2 separate regions of the Mus musculus genome follow, and region 1 is linked to region 2. The links are chromatin contacts, called in public promoter capture Hi-C maps. All regions are on one chromosome and are shown on one strand. Each heading gives the region's core, a stretch centred on a gene start, on an enhancer-like site or on the middle of the called end of the contact. The rest is flanking DNA. Distances are from core to core; before and after follow the strand shown.

Region 1 (2,700 bases), core at 112-2,611, 2.3 Mb after region 2:
GTTTGTTTAGACATGTTCCCACAGTGTGGACCTAACTATCCTGGAACTTGGTATCTAGACCGGGCTAGCTTTGAATTCACAGCTTCCTGAATACTGGGTTCTTATCAGTACTCATTGCTTGATGAAGGTGGAAACGGACGGGACAGAGGATGGACACATACACATCTCAAACAGTGCTTGGCATACTGTGTGTAACCCCAACACTCAGGAAGATACCAAGATCCAAGGTCATCTTGGGCTATACAGTGAGACTCTCATTCCAAAAAGAAATACAAAGCAACAATAAAGTAACTATTGACCAAAAGAGAGACTTCCAAACAGCCAGATCCCAGCCAGGGAAGGAATTCTGTCCTTTCAGCTGGTGCAGTGATGAAATTAAACGCACAGGTGAGGGAGGGCTCGAAATATGCTTAGTGGTAAAGAATTTTCCTACCAAGAGTGATGTACTCGGTTCGACCCCCAGCACCACATTAAGATAAAAAGCAAAACAAAACAAAACAAAACAAAAAAAACAAACAAAAAACTGACTAGGTCTTCATTGACCTGCTTGCCTGTGCGTTTCCCGGGTTCCTCGTAGTAGGACGCCTGCCCGGTAGGGGGAGCTCAGAGAATGTCTGAGTTAAAGCGTGAACGGTTCTCGCCTGAGCCCTCTCCTAAGAAATCCTAGAAACTTGGGTTTCTATGGGCTTACCCCCATTTTGCAGGAAGGCACTTTAAGACCCGGGCTAGCCCCACCCTTATGGCACACCCATCGCCTCGGCGAGGCTATACTGACCTAAGGAGGTCTCAGATTCTTCGTGGTCCTCCCCATGCTCCAAGGACCTGCCATGGCACAGTTCAAGCTCTCGACGTGCTTGCTGCTGGATCTCCTCTGGCTCGAGGTTGAGGCTGTCCCTAATAGAAATGGTCTGGCTGTACTTGCGAATCCTGTTTCTTACAGATTTGCCCTCTTCGTCGAAGTCCTCGCAGACGTCGGATACCGACACATTCGCTGTGGACATCGTGGCCGTGCTCCATAGGTCACGAACATCTCCGTACAGGCTGGATCTGACCGAGCTGCGGCGATGGTTTGCGTGTTTGGGCACCGGCTGCGGGTCACACACAGGTAAGGTAGCCAAGGAATTCAGGGAGCTGGAGGGAGCAGGGAGACTGGACTGGGATTGGGGACTCTAGGAGAGCTGCCAAGCCCCCAGGCTGAATGGCAGGTTACTCTAAAGACCTGAAGGAGTACTAAGGTTCGTCTGGGCTTGGGGAACTCGGGCAGACTTCTTACTTTGACGCTTTCCTCCATCGTCCTGCACCAACGGACCAGTATCCACAGGGCTCAATCGAGAAGGGAGGGGGGTCACGCTCCAGGAAGGGGGAGGGGCAGTCTCCTCCCGGATGGTTATAGTGGTCTCGCGGGAGGAGACTTCAAACTGCAGATTGCATCAAGACTCTAAGTTGCTCCCACCCCCAATATCAATGCCAAGACTGGAAGTACCCAGTCCAGTTTCGAGTCCGGGTCTCCTCCAGGCAGAGACAAGAGTCTGAATACCTGAACTTAACCAAAAGAGCATGACTTGTCCGGTGTGGGGGCCCAAGGACGGCAGTGGGCCTGATATAAGCCCATGGTGGCGCGAGAAAAGCACTCGCACACCCACTTGGGACCCAGGAGCATGCACTCGGTAGTGCAGAGTTTTTGTTTTATTGGTGCAGGTTTTGAGGCACAGTTGTGAGGTGTGAGGGTCAAAACCGGCAGGGGAGCGAGGCAGAAAGCCTTGGATGGTGGGCTTTGGAAATGATTGGATGTGAAGAACCAGCCAGGGAAGAGCGGTGGCATTTGGCAACCACTGGACTCCTGTCAGGGTTGCAACCACGTGGAACAAAAGAGGGACGGCTCTTTGGTCAAATAAGCCAAGCATGCCTGAGCATCAGCAAGAGCGAAAGCCCTGGCGTGGGATCCGGGTCCAGAGATCCTGCCCCTACACCGGCACGGCCTTGTCTCGGAGTCGCCCAGGACCCCGGGGTCTGGAAGGCTTTTTGGATGGGTTGGGTCGGCGGCGACCCCGAGGAGCCCGAGGCAGGGCACAGCCACGCTCACTCTGCGTGTCTGAGGACTCGTCGATGAAGGCCAGATTCTCACTGGGGTAATCCAGAGCTGAGGCCGTGGGCGGGGACGGAGTCTCAACCTTCTCTGCGGGTGCAGGGGAGCCGGGCCTGCCGGCTGGCTCAACAACAGCAGGCGGTGCCGGCAAAGAGGAGGGCAGGAGTGGTTGCTCCTTCTCTGGCGGCGGGGCGCTGGGCCCAGTTCGCTGGGTCACTCGCGCTGTCACTGTGCCGGTCCAGCTAGCAGCCTGTGCCGTTAGGCCACCCATCTGCACAGAGAGGAAAAGGGGTCGACCCATTGCAGCTCCGAAAGCTGCCCTTTTACCAATTGCATCCACCTTTTTGCCTGACCCTTGAACCTCAGCCTGTGGATGATCCCAGAGCCACACTGTCCCTTCCTGCATTGGCCCAAAAGCACTCCCTTCTCTAGGAACCTTTCTTGAAAGCCTCGGGTTTGTTTCAACCTTCACTGCCTCTCTGTATTTGGCTAGCAAAATGCAGATAAATTACAAAACCAGGACGACTCATGCAATATTTGGGACATAGCTTAAAATCGTATTCGTTGTTCATCTGAAATTCACATATAACTGGCCTTTCTAGTTCTGTTGTTTT
Region 2 (2,700 bases), core at 41-2,540:
GAAGGGAAGGCAGCAGTAGATGAGGGAGTCACAGAAAATTCCAGAGGCACCCAAATTTTACCAAGGCCAATCTTTGGGGAAGCCAAATGATGAGAGAGCAGGGGAAGATGCTGTCTGGCCCATATCAAGTGCTGTTTGTGGTCCAGACAGGCCTCCTTGAGTATCACACTTACAGGGTACTCAGCAATGTAATCCATTTTACTGATGTGGAAACACACGCTGAGAGGTGACATCTCACCTCTTCAGTCCAGATCACACCATCTCACTGACTCCTTTCCCCAGTGTTCTGGACTGCCTGTGCCTACCTTTTCCTCAGTCTTGAAGACTCACCCAGGACAACCTTCAGCCCATCTGTCAGGTCACAAGGGCAATCCATAGAGAGCTGCATCAGTGGACCCAGGAAAAGGATCTGGGGGGGGGGGGCAAACATAAAATGAAAGCCTTTTACCACAATCCAATGACCTTGCCCACACCTATGCCCTTGGTCAGCCTCACCAGACCTCAGGTTTCCTGAGTTCTAGGGTTTCCCAGCCATGTACACCAGAAGCTTAGGGGGCCACATCATAATTCCTGTCTTCCATCTGCCAAAAGCTGTACCCAAGCAGGGCACGTCATTACACTAGTGACAACAGAGTTGGAAAAATAAAGCAGGACTCACCATAGTTAGCAGCAGGGGCAGCAGCGCTGCTGGGAAAATGCCCTCCAGCCTGAAGCCCATCAAGGTAAGCAGTGATGTGCCTGGCTGAGCCACAGGAAAGGGGGCGTTAGTGATGTTCCCTCCCACAAAATTCTAGATTCTTCCCCTAGCTGCCCTGTGCCCCACCCACCTCCTTCGCACCTGGATGCCAGTGAGTTCCCTCCAGAGCAGCACGCAAAGAGGGGACAAGCTGGACACTACCAGGACACTGGTGGAACGCCGCTTGATAACAGCGGGGTGGTCCCTAGGAAAAGGGACAGTAAGTTCCGGGGGGCCTGCAGCAACCACGCCAACGCGGCCCCACCCCCGTCCGGCCCAAGCTCCGCCCGCAGCCCCGCCCCACGAGGGCGCAGATCCCGGCCGCGCGCGCATCCCCCGCACCTGGGCAGCTCGCTCTTCCACACGTAGAGGCTGCCCACGTAGGAGCAGGCGAGGCTGAAGCAGGAGAACACAGACACCCAGCAGCACAGCCCCGAGCCCGGGCCGCTCAGCGCGGCTGACTCGGGCTGCCGCTCTGGCCGCGATACCGACAGTAAACGCAGCCCGTCCCCGCCCAGCGCCGCCATCACGCCCGGACCCGTGGCGCGCGGCAGTGACGCGACGGCGTAGGTGACGTCAGGCGGCGGCGCGAGTTGTCGGGTCCCCCGGGCGCCCCTCCCCTTGCACGATAGTTGATACTTTGTGCTTGGAACGGCTTTATTGAAATACAGAAGTTGTGACACACGTGTCCCGGGCTTCCTTGGCTTGCTGGGCGTCTCAGAGAGAATGCTTAGGACCTGTGTCCCGGATTCAGCCACTCGGACAGATTGGATACCTCCTGTAGCCACAAGTCCTGCGGGAGCAGAGGAGGCGGTGGTGAGGACCCGGCGGTGGTAGCTCAGGCCCGCACCCGCCCTGCTCTCGCTGCGGTACCTCCAGGCCGCCCGCAGGGCTAGCTGCCTCTGCCGCCTGGGCCCTGCCGTGGGCCGCTTGGGTCTGCGATCCTCTAGCAGTGAGGGAGACCTCGGTGAGCTCGCGGTCGCGCGTGGCGGATTTTGGCGGGCTCCGGTCTCTTGCTGAGCCCAGAACTCGCGATTCTTCCCTGCCATGGTTGGGGCTGCCCCTCTTGGGCCTCTTGTTTTCTGCTTGCCCGATGGATTCTAGGAGAGAACAAGCCCATTTCATCTTACTCCCGAAGATTTGTGCCAATGCTACAGAGATTGTTGGGGCAGGGGTATCGTTCTAAATTAACTCTCCCGCTCCACCTTTCCGGATGAAAACATTTCAGTACCTGACCTCCCATGATAGGCGACATCTAACTTTCCGCCCAAACTAGGTGATATGCATTTCAAGTTCCTCTCTGAACCTAAGCTTTGCTTCGGGCAATAAGCAACTCAATCTCTCTCTGGTATTGTTCTAGGCAGTTACTACAGAGGCAGCTTTTTGTTGTTGATGTTCAGACAGACTCTCTTGAAACCCAGGCTAGCCTTAAAGTGATCATCTTGCTTCTAACACCCAAGTGCTGGAATTAGACACTCGTGAACATGCTTTAGCTCAGCGGTTCTCAACCTGCGGGTCGCACATCAGATACTTACACTGTGGTGCATAACAGTGGCAAAATGACAGTTAATTAGTAACACTGAAGATAACTGTATGGTTGGGGATCACCACAGCACGAGGCACTGTATTAAAAGGTGGCAGCGTCAGGAAGGTTGGGAACCACCATCACTAATCCGTAGTAGATCCAGTTTTGGAAGAACAAACACAGAGGAGGATCAAACTCGGTATTGACAAGCAAACCAACTCTGACACTGAGCTACATCCCCAGCCTCGCAGGTGCAGATTTACAGAGTCTTGCCTTGGCTGATTCCTCCTGAGTCAATGAATGCACGTTTCTCTGGAAAGGCTAATGTGCACATACTAAGTACAACGCACAAGTCCTATTGAGTAGCTTTAAAGTAGGAATGCATGCGGTTGCTACTCCAAGTCCCTCAATCACTGTGGAAGGCGGCCAAATCCCAGGT

The links. Capture Hi-C pulls out chosen DNA fragments and counts their contacts.
Region 1: a contact with region 2 is called in a promoter capture Hi-C map of liver, with 2.6 times the contacts expected there. The contact joins the promoter of Catsperz here to the promoter of Rce1 in region 2. A contact is called at or near these places in 1 of 39 promoter capture datasets (liver), 1 of 484 Hi-C or Micro-C datasets (B cells), 1 of 115 datasets of contacts at active chromatin or transcription factors (embryonic forebrain) and 2 of 9 other capture datasets (adipose tissue and liver).

Annotation. Positions count from the first base shown.
Region 1 is chr19:6,924,019-6,926,718 of GRCm38.p6, forward strand. Catsperz (cation channel sperm associated auxiliary subunit zeta) reads right to left here and starts at 1,362. Exons shown (of 5, transcript NM_001039494.2): 1 at 1,274-1,362; 2 at 776-1,088. The coding sequence starts at 1,291. Kcnk4 (potassium channel, subfamily K, member 4) reads right to left here. Exons shown (of 7, transcript NM_008431.3): 7 at 1,644-2,357. The coding sequence ends at 1,965.
Region 2 is chr19:4,624,355-4,627,054 of GRCm38.p6, forward strand. It overlaps Rce1 (Ras converting CAAX endopeptidase 1), which reads right to left and starts at 1,291. Exons shown (of 8, transcript NM_023131.2): 1 at 1,079-1,291; 2 at 839-941; 3 at 659-742; 4 at 331-409. The coding sequence starts at 1,263. Gm960 (predicted gene 960) reads right to left here. Exons shown (of 15, transcript NM_001033447.3): 15 at 1,487-1,836. The coding sequence ends at 1,487.